2 separate regions of the Ovis aries genome follow, and region 1 is linked to region 2. The links are chromatin contacts, called in public Hi-C maps. All regions are on one chromosome and are shown on one strand. Each heading gives the region's core, a stretch centred on a gene start, on an enhancer-like site or on the middle of the called end of the contact. The rest is flanking DNA. Distances are from core to core; before and after follow the strand shown.

Evidence for each region. Hi-C and Micro-C count contacts between places; a contact is called where the count stands out from the background.
Region 1: a Hi-C map of hypothalamus shows a contact between it and region 2, with 5 times the contacts expected there. The contact joins the promoter of AEN here to the enhancer-like site in region 2. A contact is called at or near these places in 13 of 16 Hi-C or Micro-C datasets (blood, hypothalamus, liver and 5 more).

What each region holds. Positions count from the first base shown.
Region 1 is chr18:18,975,786-18,982,673 of ARS-UI_Ramb_v3.0, forward strand. It overlaps AEN (apoptosis enhancing nuclease), which reads left to right and starts at 2,913. Exons shown (of 4, transcript XM_042235654.2): 1 at 2,913-4,841. The coding sequence starts at 4,723.
Region 2 is chr18:18,876,455-18,883,511 of ARS-UI_Ramb_v3.0, forward strand. It overlaps MRPS11 (mitochondrial ribosomal protein S11), which reads left to right. Exons shown (of 4, transcript XM_060401632.1): 4 at 1,600-4,302. The coding sequence ends at 1,912. Among named protein-coding and RNA genes, the nearest start is that of MRPS11, 10 kb to the left of the region's middle. Within about 2 kb of position 2,972, at least 9 of the 54 cell types and tissues checked have an H3K27ac peak or open chromatin away from gene starts, as enhancers often do. A contact at or near this core is called in hypothalamus and liver, where this site is marked.

The DNA.
Region 1 (6,888 bases), core at 1,663-4,162, 99 kb after region 2:
AGCAGCAGCAGGGTAAAACAATCTCCAAATCTAATATCTACTGATATAAAAGGATCTGGTCACTCTTGCTTCCACAGTGTATTCTTTCTGGCCCTGTTTTCTCCTCCCTATAAAAGGAAACTCTTTTTGCCTAACTCTTAAGAATTAGCAGAGCATTTTCTCTATTGCAATAAATCTCTCCTCCCAATCATCCACCCCACTAATCCTTTCAAACAGTTTCTCCTTACTTAATCTGGATTTGTTTTTTTATTTATGTGCAACATTCTTTGTTCTTCTTCAACTTATATTTCCATTCACCTTCTGCTATGGCGTTTTATCCTAGCATCATCTGTTTTCATGTTTGGTAATATTTTCTGGAGAACCTGATCACATTTTAATGCCACGAAACTGTACATCCATTTGAACTTGTTAACACTAGAAAAATGTCTTGTGACCCATAAAGTTTCCAAATGTGATTCTTTTTTTCTGTCTTGTGACCCATAGGGGTCTCAGTGTTATATTTTTTCCTTCCGGATTGAGATATTGTTGCAATTATTTGTATTGCAAATGAGCAAATGATAAATACACAGCATTTCATTGTCCGAGCAATAATCTTTAAACATAAAAAGTAAATTTTCACTAGAAATGCCATTGGAAATGTGTCCCTTTAAGAGATTGAACCAGTTCTTTTTTCCATCAAATTTGTAAATCCAGGGATGATTATACTTTTTGTGAGAATGAGAAAGAGTTGGGCCTTCCATTTTGTTTTTATGGATGTAAGCACTAATAAACATTGTTCAGATAAAAGACAGAAGTGGAAGGAAGTTTTCCTAGCAATGACTCTCAATTCTTTTGATTCCTGATAATTATCCAGCCTCAAAACAATGTTTTTAATGACCTATTAGCTGACAACATGATTAAATCCTCCTTGGATCATAGCAAAAGCAAAGAATCGGAAACCAATAGACTGGTAGAAGGGTTTCTTGCCAGTCCTGGATCATAGCCCGTTGTTGTTGCTGTTCAGTTGCTGAGTTGTGTCCAGCTCTCTTGTGACCCCATGTAGCCTACCAGACTCCTCTGTCTATAAGATTTCCCAGCAAGAATACTGAAGTGGGTTGCCATTTCTCTCTCCAGGGGATCTTCCTGATCCAGGTATAGAACTCATGTCTTCTGCTTGGCAGATGATTCCTTACTGCTGAGCCACTTGGGAAACCCAATTCATATTCAGAATTGGGAGACTCCTTTATTCCTAGGGCAATGTTGCAGAGCAAAGTTTAGACTGGGTGTGTGTCTGTGACTTTCCTTTGTAAAGTGGGAGACAGCTGGTTATACAAGGGGAGAGGGAAGCTGGACTTCAAAGACTCCAGTTCCATTCCCAGGTCTAGTCCCACAGGAGTCGAGGTTCTGGTAACTGACTCTCTTGAACCCCTTCCTGTCCCCAGAGTTGCCTCTGACAAAGTCACCTTGTCTGAAAACAGCTACTCTGCATTCCTTCCCTTCTCTGTCCTCTCAACGCTGCCTCCTAAGGAGCTCAGGAATCTGTCCCAGGCTGTTTATCCTCCCTACCTAGCACTCTGGTTGGTCTTCCCACATGGTGCAGTGGTAAAGAATCTGCCTGCCAAGGCAGGAACACAAGAGATGCAGGTTTGATCCCTGTGTCGGCAAGATCTCTGGAGAAGGAAATGGCAACCCACTCCAGTATTCTTGCCTGGGAAACCCTGTGGACAGAGGAGCTGGTGGGTTACCGTCTACGGGTTGCAAAGAGTCAAACACAGCTGAGCAGGCACACACACGTGCACCACTTTGGCCATTAGGATCTTATCCTGCCGTAGTGTCCACAGTCACCTGCTCCCACTCCTTTTTCTCCAGGCATGGCCCATTCCTCTCATACTGCAGCCAGGGTGAGCTCCCCCAAATGTAGATCTGCTGGTGAACCAGCTCTGGCTGAAACTCTTTCCATCTCCTCCAAACCATCAAGAATCTGAGTAGGAATGCTTATCTCTCCAGCGGCCTTATCCTTTGTCCTGCTTCCCTTAAATCTATATTCTGGTCAGAAATAGGCCCAGGTACCTCTGACCCTCTCGTTACCTTGCGATGGCACTGCTGCTTGCAAAATGGAGCTAGAAGGAATCTGACTTCATAGGTAAGGGTCTTGGTTTGGATTTGAGCTGTTTTTCCTTAATTTCTTTAAATGTCAGTCTCCCTAATTGTGAAACAGAGATAATATCTCAAAGAGTTCCTCAGACTAAACAGGTGTTTTGCCTGGCATACTGTTAATGCTCAATAATAAATGCAAGCTCTTTATTATTGTTTTTATTACTCACGTTGCAGTAAGTTAGCTGTTAACTTCTGTTACTGTGCCAAACTGTGAGCAACTAGAATCTCCACCAACGAAGCTTATTCTATGTATCCCACTGCGGAGCCCATGGCAGGAACGTATTACTTATGAATAAAGTACTGCAAAAGGACCAATGAAAAAAATTGCTCCGAAGAAGCAATCCTAATTTTAAAAAATCTTTCTTTAGTGCTTATCAGGTGTATTACTCTTTCACCCAGTCTCCTCAACCCTGGAGGAGGAAGGGGCCAACTTTTTCAAATGTGGGTGTGTACACAGTAAGTCATTCTGCTTTTAGTGGCACGGAGCTCATAAGAGTCCACATCCTCACCCAGGGAGGGGGATGAATTGGAGCCTGGGGACCTAGGTGGGAGCGGACCCTGGCGAGAAAAGAGGCCACAGTCCCCTCCAGTCGGCTTTAAAATTTTCCGCGGGTGGGGCCCGCCTGGGCACAAACCACGCCCCTCTTGGAGTCCCCGCCCCTTATGCGCCCAGTGCCAACCGGCAGCCAGCCAGGCTTCCGACCAATCAGAAAAGGCCTTAGGCGGGAGCTGCCGTCCAGCTAGCCAATAGGCGGGCGGCCGCAGCGGGCTTGCCCGGGCGTGTAGCGGCTGCCGGCTGCCTGGACGCCACGTGCTGGCGTGAGGGGACTCGTGGGGCTTTCAGGTGATCTCGGGGACCCTGCCGGGGATCTCGGGGTGGGGCTGGCTGGCGCGACATGTCCAGGCCGCGGAGGGCCCCCGCGAGGTGTGTCCGCCCCCGACTTGTGGCCGGGGACTCCCGGCCGGGCCGGCTCTGCTCCCGGGGCCCCGGGAGTGCAGGCCCGGCCCGGGGCGCCTCTTGGCCCGCATCGCGCCCTGCTCTAGGGTCTCGGGTCTGAGTGGGTGGCGCTGGGCAGTGGGGCCGGGCCTGGTGGGCGTTGGCCGGGCAACCGCGACCCCTGAGTGACCAGTGCTTCAGTCCCTCCCTGGTGAGGCCGGGCCGCCCGCAAGTCACTCCCCGGAAAGCCGGCGGCCATGGGAGACTGAGCAGGATCTCCTCGGACTTTCTTGTCTCATTTTAACTTTTCAGCAGCACAGGGGATCTCATCGAGCCGGCTTTTCTCAAATTCCGGCGATTATTAGTGTCCTGTTGCGGGGGGCGGGGCCGCGCAGTCTGAAATAGATTCGAGGGCCCTTTTCCCCAAATGGCAGTTGAGAAGGTGTGGGGGTAGGCTTGGAAATCAGACTTTTTAAACAGACTTCTTAATTGTTTCTGATAATGAGCTGCTTTTTGGAGGTGGGTTGCCTGGAGAATCCCAGGGATGGGGGAGCCTGGTGGGCTGCCGTCTTGGGGTCGCACAGAGTCGGGAACGACTGAAGTGACTTAGCAGCAGCAGCAGCAGCAACCTAGTTCGACGCTGGGTTTAATAAACCCTAGTTTTAAGTTAGGTCAGCCATCCCCAACTTTTATTGGCACCAGGGACCGGTTTGGAAGACAAATTTTCCCATGGACTGGGAAGGCAGGGTGGATGGTTTCTGGATAATTCAAGTGCCTTATGGTTCTTTCTCATTTAATGGGGCTGCTGATCTGACAGGAGGTACTGGTCTGTGGCCCAGAGGTTGGGGACCCCTGAGTTAGGAGACAGTGTCTTGGTCCTGTTCATCTAGCTCTTTAGTGCCAGAGCAGGGTCTAGACTGCCCATCTTCCTGATAGCCCACAAGTTGGTGGCCCTGAGGCCACTGGCGATTCTGACTTTGGAGTTCCTTTGCCCAAAGGCCTGTTGGCTGCTGATTCAGATGTTGGTTCTGGGCGGGAGAGAGATTTGTTTGCTTCACTGAAACATTTGTTGTTTGAGCGAAGCTTCTGCCTAGCTTCACTGAGCTCCGTGTGGCAGCCCAAGATGAGGACTGTGTGCTCTTGATGATTAACTGTTGGTTCTGATGTGTCAGCTAAGTCAGGACATGTAGAAGAGGACTGCTTTCATTTCTTGGAACAAAGAGCCCCGAGACCTTTTTTCCCCCCTCCTCCATGTGGCTCTGCGACCCCACGGACCTCCAGGCTCCTCTGTCCGTGGGATTTCCCAGGCAAGGATAACTGGAATGAGTTGCCATTTCCTTCTCCAGGAGATCTTTCCAACCCAGGGATCCTGCATCTCCTGCATTGGCAGGTGAATTCTTTACCACCATGCCACCAATTTCTGGCCTCTTTGAAACTTTGTCAACAGGTTTAGGGAGGCCATCGACCCTAGTCCAGGCCTCCTGACCTTGCAGGGTCCTTGGCCATCTCAGAGAAGGACAAGGTCCCTCCTCCCCTACAGAAGGCAGTTATTAGCGGCTCTCTGTCTTCTTAGACCTCATTCTCCCCATTACTGGGCCAAGGCAAGTTGAGGTTCTGTATCTGTCAGCCTCAGTAGGTGACTTGTGAATATGAAGGTGATTATAGTTGAGAGCCCCTTTAAAAAGGAGAAGGGTTCTCGGGGGAAGGGATCAGGAAGCAGAGGGAGGATGTCATGGAGACTCCTGTCTGGCCCAGGCATCACCGCATGGTAGGTAGTTCATCTCTCCTCCCATTTCTCTTAATCTCTGCTGCCCTTGTGCAGAGTCCTATGTTCTTTCTCCAACTCTCTTCCTTTAAGGCAATTGTGATCCTGTCCCTCTCTCCCTAAAACTCTGGAGATTGATGGTTCCCACCTACCTTTGGATGAAGCCCCAACTTTGACTTTTCTCCAGGGACAGTTCTCCCTGACTATCCCCGTCTCCTCGCCCCTACCTCCTTTCTTTCCAGTTGCTGCATCCAAATCCTTGCTTTCCCACCATGAGTCTGTCCTGCCTCTTGGACTTTGTGTCCATGTTTTTTCCTGTCTGCATGCCCTTCCCTTCCTGGGCTGACTGGTAGACCTTTCTGAAACCCTTCAAAGTATCTCCTCCACTGCCAGGCCTTCTCTAACTTAGCGCTTCTGCTTTTTAAATACCTGGCCTGATGACAGTCATGGGTCCTTCCATATATTTATGTGTGTGTGTGGGTGTATGCAGGGGGTTTATAATATATACATAAAATAAATGTAAATATGTAGCGTAATGGGGATTTGGCCGCAATAAAAATATATACTAACCAGTTGAAAGCCTAGGATACGACACTGTACTGACTCCACAGAAAATCCCTTTGATACTATGAAGAATAGTTGATTCAGGAGTTAAGAATGAGCAGCTCAATTTTAATCAGATGTACTAGGAAACAGCATTTTCATGAATACAGTTGCAATTAAAATTGGTCACCTATAAAGATTTTAAAGGCTATATCAAAGTATACAGTCTAGATGAAAGATGGATTAATGAACCAGGAGACTGAAATAATGGGGTGGGGAAGGGAAGGATTGGGAGTTTGGGATTAGCAAATGCAAATTATTACAAATAGGATGGATAAACAAGTATAGATAGCACTGCTGCTGCTGCTTAGATGCTCAGTCATGTCCAACTCTTTGTGACCCCATGGACTACAGCACGCCAGGTTCCTCTGTCCATGGGATTTTCCTGGCAATAATACTGGAGTGGGTTGCCATGCCCTCCTCCAGGGGATCTTCAGGACCAAGGGATAGAACCCTCGCCTCCTGCATTGCAGGTGGATTTTTTTTAATCACTGACCCACTGGGGAAGCCCCCTGTATAGCGCAGGGAACTATATTCAATATCCTGTGATAAATCATAATGGAAAAGCACATGAAAAGGAATATTTGTGTGTGTAACTGATCACTTTGTTATACAGCTGAAGTTAATAGCAACACTGTAAATCAGTTATACTCCAGTAACTTTTAAAATAATAATAATTTTTAAAAATACACATGGATTTTACCATTTCCTATTCACAAGGGAAGGGTGGGTTTACATGCAAAGAACCTGAATTGGTTAGGTACTTATTCTGAGCTGAGTTAGTCCCTGCTCTGACTACTTCAAAGCGCTGGTTTTGTGGTCTGTTCAAAATCTACCAGCTGACTTATGACTTAGCACAGCAAATGAGATGAGGCTTCCCAAGCTGCATCCTTGACGATTTGGAAGATGCCAGTCTTTGCATGGGGTTTGTAAACCCACAGGAGCAAACAGCTGTTTCCTGTGACCATGGTGTGTGACAGCATCTCCTGTCAACCCAGCGTTCAGGCATGGAGAGCGTGGAGGAGGGACCACGGAAGTCTACAGCACTGTACATCAGGGCTCTTTTCTGTTTCTCCTGTTTAGATTTGAGCTGGTTTACCAGCACACACCTATGCCTGTAGGCCTCCATGATTACACTACAAAGTCCAACTATGTTAAATGTTTGTAGACAGTGTTATGACGAGTGAATTAGAAAGTCAGTTGATAGATATGTCATTTTGGTTAACACATATCAAAAATACAACTGTTGTGGGCTTCCTGTGAGATAGTTTCTCTAGGTTCTACTGTGGGTAGGAAAGGTTCTACCTTTACACTGCATAAAGCTTTTGTTTGTTTATCCAAAATGGGATTTCGTATATATGTAACATCTCTGTAATCTTTATTTTCTCATTTTGTTTATTTTCTCTTAAACCTCTCTAAAAGTTTTTCATAATTTTTAGTTTAAGCT
Region 2 (7,057 bases), core at 1,722-4,221:
CTGTCTGTTGGCAGCGGAAAGCTTGCTGACATCAGTGACATCCTCATAGACTGGCCCACACTTAGAGGTGGGGTTGGTATTTGGTCAGCAGTGGCCTGCGAAGCAATTTAGAGAACAGTACAAAAGACAGTGGGTGGTCAGGGCTAGAGGTGGGGTGCCAGGCGAGGTGCCGTAGGACACGTTTCAGCTGTCATCTTACAAGCCCAGAGTCAGAGCCCCTGGGTGTCCCTCTCTTCTCGGGCTGATAACGGTATAGGCTAGTTCTCTTTGTTTCTTTGCTTTTTTAAAGAGGCCTACTCTGTAGAGCTCTGTTGAGGTTGTCTCAGGGACAAGCAATTCTCTTGTGGTTCTGTTTGGTGTAGAAGACCTAAGAAGCCTTAGGAGGGAAATGGCAGCCATAGCCAGGCCCATAGCAGATGGCCCCAGCCCAGGGCTGGCTCCAGCAGGTCACCTTGTAACCACCCTCCACTTCCCCTGCTTGTGAGTTCTCGAGGGCTCTTCAGCCCATGAGACCAGGTGGTGGTTAAGGGAGGAGTGGAAAGCAAGTCTAGGGATTTATGGAAGTTATTCTTAGTTTTAATTTAACTTGTTGAAGACTACTTATCTTTTAGAGATATATAATGAAATACAGATGAAATGATGGGTCTAAGATTTGCTTCAAAATAAACCCTTAGTAGGGTGTAGAGGGGAGTAGAAGAAACAAGGCTTAAAGATGAAACCAGATTGGATATGAGTTATTAATTGTTGAAGCTGAATGGTGAGCCCAGGGGAGTTCAGACGTTATTATATCCGCTTTTGAGTATATTTGAAACTTTACCAATAAAAAGTCATTAAAATCACCCAATGTGAAATTCTAACTTTACCAGTGAAAAGTCATTAAAATCACCCAATGTGAAATTCAGTTTCTTGGGGAGGTGGGGGGCTGGGGAATGCCAGAAAGGACTTTGAATCTACTTTAAACATTGTCTTCAGGCAAGATGTGAAGGGGAAAATACGCCACCCCTCCTGTGGATGACACTCAGCGCCCTCAGATCATGGCGCTGGTGTCGGTCAGCTCAGGCTGCTACAACAAAGTACCAGACTGGGTGGCTGAAACAGCAGACGTTTATTTCTCACAGTCTGGAGGCCGCAGGTCAGAGATCAGCGTGACAGCAGGGTCGGGTTCTAGCGAGAGCTCTTCCAGGCTGCAGGTGGCCAGCTTCTCATGTCCTCACGTGGTGGAAGAGACCACTGAGACGGGCCACTGATACTCACAAGGGCTCCACCCTCATGACCTCATCGCCTCCCAAAGGCCCCACCTCACAGAGCCATCACATTAGGGGTTTGAATTTCAGCATGAATCTAGGTGGGGGAACACAGACTTTCCATGCATAATAGCTTCTTGTAGAGTTTGCGACTTGTCAGTTTTCAGAGGTTTAGGGGTTGATTCTGACCTTTCCTGACACCTCCTACCAGAGTTCAAAAAACTCATCTGATAAGCTCAGGGTGGAAGCAGCTAAATGGTGTTTTCCTTGCTCACTGGGGCTTGTCTGGGCATAGGTTGGTGCTCTCTCACTCCCCTGAACAGACATCATATTCTGTACACCCCTTCCTCCCCAGCACACAGATCCAGGTGGTCTCGGCCGCTCACCAGCCCCTTGCCCGCGCCTCCTGTGGCACAGAGGGGTTTCGGAATGCCAAGAAGGGCACGGGCATCGCAGCACAGACAGCGGGCATAGCTGCTGCGGCGGTAGGTGTCTGTGTGTGCGTGCGTGCGTGCGTGCGTGCATGCGTACGTGCGTGCGTGTTCTCTCCGGCTCCCTCTGTGCTGGGCTCCACTTTCTGCATGGCTGATCACCAGGAGGAAGATTGTCCTTGCACTAGCCCTTCAGAAGCACGAGTTTGCCAACTCGTGTCGGGTCCCCTAACGTGATTGTAGCTAGAAGGAGCAGGGGCCAGCTGCTGAAGTCTCACAAGGCCTTCTGGATTTAAAGACCAGAGGGCTGGGTGGGTGGGGTGGGGTTGTGGTGATAGTCCATCTGGAGAAGGTGTAGTTTGGGGAGGACGCTTCTGCAGTACTAGACTGAGCATGAACTGCTGCAGATCTTTCTAGAAGCAAGTTGGCAGTGTGCCGCTGTTAGTGTGTGTTTATGGAGTATCTACTATACAAGCTTCCCTTATGGCTCAGCAGTAAAGAATCCACCTGCAGATGCAGGAGACTCAGGAGATACGAGTTCAGTCCCTCGGGGGGGAGGTCCCCTGGAGAAGGGTTCCTGCCTGGGAAATCCCATGGACAGAGGAGCCTGGCGGGCTACAGTCCGTGGGGTCGCAGAGTCAGACACGACTGAGCAGGGCAGAGCAGATCTACTACACACCAGATACTGTATGTTCATTATCTTGAATCCTCGAAGACCCTCAGTATTACCCACGTTTTAAAAGTCAGTTGGCATTCGGAGTGTGTCACTTGCTCAGCCGTGCAGCCAGTCAGGCTCCCTGAACTGAACGCCCAGGTCTGGGCCCAGAGCCTGTACACTGGCTGCTGGGACGCAGGCCCCACAAAGGGTCACACTGCCAAACCCAGAGTGTCCCCTGAAGGAGACCCTGACCCTCGAACAAAGCTCCATTTCCCTAAGTACTGACAGCACTGCATTAGTGACCATCACAATGCCGCCAACGGCCACTAGATGGACACGTTATATACACTTAGAAAATAATGTCAGTGTTACAGGTGGCTTCCACACGGTGGGTTGAGTGACTTCTGTGAGTTTTCCAGACTTTCTGTAATAAACCGCCTTTATAATCAAGAAAGAAAGCTTTCAACTGTAATGAAAGATTTAAAATGATTAAAGAATACTCTTTACGAGGGTATTGAGGCTCAGCCAGGAGTCCAGGGATTGTTATGGTCTGAAATTGTGCATTTATCCAGAGAACAATCTGAGCAATATTTCAAAGTATCCACTAGGTGGCAGTGCCGTCCCGGGCGGAAAGGGCCCCCAGCTGACTGCGCTCGTCTGTCTGCACTGCAGCGGTCAGCCCTCTGCTTCCTTCCCGGTCCTCTCCTGTTTGCCTGTGTGGGTTCCTGTCCCCTGGAGCTCATAGCCCTGTCACTCCAGGGGGCGGTAGCAAAGGCTGGGACTGTTGCGGTTCTTTCCCAGGGGCACTAACCACTTGCTGCTCCTTGGCAGAAAGCTACAGGGAAAGGCGTGACCCACGTCCGAGTTGTGGTCAAAGGCCTGGGGCCCGGGCGCTTGGTAAGTGACCTCGCTTCTTCACAGCCCAGCCTCTGCGCTTCGTCCTCCAGTTAGTGAGAGAAGTAGGGGTCGGGGCAGAGGAGGGACTAGACTTCCCTGACGGCTTGAAGTTTGTCTCCATTGCTTCTGATCCACTGAGCCTCTCCAGGCCAGCCCTGATCACGTAGTTTCCGTTTCTTAGATGCTTACTGAGTGCCTGCTGGGGACAGGAAGGGGGTCCCTGGGGCCTGTCACAAATGAGTCCCTCTGGACAGACTCGTGGGTACAGTGGTGAAGCTTGTGCCCCGGGTGCTGGGAGCCCTTTGGGTGGGATCACCAAAGTGTCCCCAAAGAGGTGACATTTCTACTGATTTCTCAAGAATGCCGAGGGACTAGCCAGGTGTGTTTATGAGTTTGGGGGCGAGGGGCACATTGCGGGCAGGGGGAACTACAAAAGCGTAATGCTTAAGACTTGTTTGTCTTTAGGTTGTAAAGGGCAGGGTGGGGAATGGCAGGTGGGACCGGGAGGTGGGCAGCACTGAGGGCCTGGGGGAGGGGTTGGGAGGAGGCCTCTGGGAGGAGGGGATTGGATGGCAGGCGTCAGAGCCAGCCTCCCCATCCCCATCCCTGTCCGAGCCCTGTCTGGACACCGGGGCGTCATCTCTGGTCTGTGCCATCCTCCTGTTCCTCCTGCCCCTTCCAGTCTGCCATCAAGGGCCTGACCATGGGGGGCCTGGAAGTGATCTCAATCACAGACAACACCCCCATCCCACACAACGGTTGCCGCCCCAGGAAGGCGCGAAGGCTGTGAGGGCCAGGAAGCCTGCACCTGATGTCGTCCTGCCTCCAGCTGGGCCTCGTGGAAAACGCACTGTCCAGCCTCTCCAGGCAGGGCTCGTTGAGACCCTGGGGCAGTAAGGGAGACCTTCACCTCCTTACTCGGCGGCCTTTGCTTGCTTCTGACGAGAGCGGTGTGGCTAGAAGTGAAGCCGTGCCTCTCTTGGACATGAGGGGAGTTAAAGGGCAGCTTGACCTAGACTCCCAGCAGTAAATGCTGCTTCTCTTCTGAAAAAATAAAATTATTTCTACCATCTGTAGTAGTTTGTGAGTTTTTGGTTTGGTTGTTTTTTGTTTTTTTTTTTTTTCTTTGCTTCCAGCATTGCAGACTTAAACTTCCCCCCAGTTCCTGAAAACAAGACTGTGAATTGAGGTAAGACCCTCAATGGAAGGAGTAAGATGTAAATATGGGCAACTAAGCACCAGACAACTTCCTCATTGGCTTCAAATATTTCCTCTTTAGCCCCTAAACCAAGGTTTCCCGAGCTCTTTAGCAACTTTTCTTATTAACTTGTAATTTGACCCCAAATTGAGAGGTTTTTGCCCCCTACCTCTGGAGTATTCTGATAGTAGGTTTCACTGTTAATGGAAATGTCTAAAGTTAGCCCTAACAATGCAGGAGAATTGTCCTGGGATGGGGTTTTCGTAAGCGTGAACCATCAGCTCTGCTACATGGTCTGTGGTTACCTAAATGGGAAGGAGATCCAACAAGAGAGGGAATATATATAGCCACTTCACTTTTCTGTACAGCAGAAACTAGCACAATATTATAAAGCAACTAAACTCCAAAACAAATTTTAAAAATAAAGATGTTAACCCTTACATGTAAAAAAGATAACCAGCGTGAACCATCAGAGATTCCCCACAGTCAAAGCATCTTTCCGCATTCCATGGGCGTCAGCAGTCCCAACACCCAAGATTGTGTGGCCCTGAAGGAGGACGGGAGAGTGGTATGAAACAGGAATTAGTGTGGATGGTGGGATGGGTGAGCGCAGAGCCCAGACAGAAGTGCAGGAAAGGGAGTCCCCAGCCAGGTGAGCTCAGCCGGTCCCACCAGGTAGCACTGACTGCTCAGCCTGGGCTCTGGGGTCACTGGATGCTACACAGAAGCCACAGGTGGGGGCTCCAGGGGCCCAGCCAGAGAGACCCCTCCCTCTTCCTCGGACAAAGAGGACCAAGGATGAAAGCATCACAGGAGATGGAAAGGTGCACGACCCTCAGAGGTGAGTCTACAGGAAGGGCCTGCTGACCTGACAGGTGTCACGTGGGCCCAGCCAGCCAAGCGCTGCTATTTGCCTGACCTCCGTGTAGTAAGTCCACAAACGCCCTCTCAAATAGGGAAGCTGCTGTGCTGTACAGGCTAGAGAAGGGAGAAAGACCATGATCTAAATGTGCATTTAGGAGGAAAGTGTCTCCCTGCTGCCTCCTCCATCCTGAGCAGGACCTGTGAAGGATACTTGTGGCCAGTGACTAAGGAACCCAACTGAAGGTTTCTGGTGTTAGAGCCACTGCCAGAGGGAGTTAACACTTTGCACCGTAAAACTGCATGTGAGCATGATGCTTAAAACACAGGGCTCGTGAGGGCCTGGAGCAGTTAGTTAATCAGAGCAGGAGGCAGATGGTTCAAAAGAGGGGCTTCCTGGTGCCTCAGATGGACCTGGGGTCAATCCCTGGGTCAGGAAGATATCCTGGAGAAGAAAAGGACAACCCACTGCAGTATTCTTGCCTGGAGAATTCCATCAACAGAGGAGCTGGTGGGCTGCGGTCTGGGTCCGCAAAGAGTCAGACACAACCGAGCAACTAACAATTTCACTTTACAGAAGTGCGGGCAGGGTCAGGGGATAAGCACGTTGGAGCCCTTGAGGACCAGCAGGGGCAGGAGAAGGACCTGTCCCCTGAGCCTGGCCAAAGCTCCAGTCACGGGAACACAGCCTGTGCCAAAACTTCGGCCCCGCAGAGGCAGAGTGAAGAAACACCCTGACTGCTCCAGCCTCTGACCACCCAACATCCCCAACGGCTGAATCCAATGAGAACCAGAACACAGGGGAGCTTCTGGTCCATCCTTGGAGGGCATGCTTGCCAGGCAGGGGGTGTGGAACAGATCCAGAGGGGCATGTGGAGAAGAGGAAGCACAGGTGGTCTCCATCATTCCAGAAGTGAAATCCTCCTTAATGCTGTCGTTTTAGAAAGTGGTGTTCCCAAGAGGGCTTTGAAAAGGATGATACTAAGAGTGCCTACAAGTAGCATGCTGGGGGCCTTAAAGGATCACTGTCTCAGACCAGAAACGGGGGGCCTTGGAGCCAGCTGGGGTGGCGCTGTTGTCAGGGTGCCCAGGAAGACAACACAGCTTTACTGCTGGGAGCCCCAGGGCCCTGCTGGGTCCAGGCTCTAAGTAGCCGGTGAATTTGTGCTCTCTTAGGCTGTGCATGAGTTCAGTCGTGTCTGATTCTGTGCGACCCCGTGGACTGTAGCCCGCCAGGCTCCTCTGTCCATGGGGATTCTCCAGGCAAGAATAGTGGAGTGGGTTCCCATGTCCTTCTCCAGGGGATCTTCCCAACCCAGGGGTCAAGCCCACATCTCTTAGGTCTCCTACATTGGTAAGTGGGTTATTTGCCACTTTAGCATCACCTGGGAAGCCCCTCTTAGACTGTATCACCTCTTAATCATAGGGTCTTGGCCTCAGAGAGTGGCTCCTCCTCAGAGGGCACTAAGGCATTTTCACTGACTACTTAAGGCTTTATTGTTCACCCAAAATGCCAGGCTGCCTTGTCCCCACTGGCACAAGCCCTTCTCTGAAGCCAGCCTGCCAGGCCTGAGACACAGGTGGCCATGTGCTTGCACTTCCCCTAGGCCAAGAAGACAGAGCCCGGCCCTGGGTCCTGAGTGTTTGCACAAGCAAAGTGTTGGCATCAGCACGCGTGACACACTTCCTTGTTTCCTGGCAGCAGGGCCTCCGGTTATTGCTATGAGTGTGTCTGCAGCTCAAAGCTGGTGGCCTGGGACTGGCTACA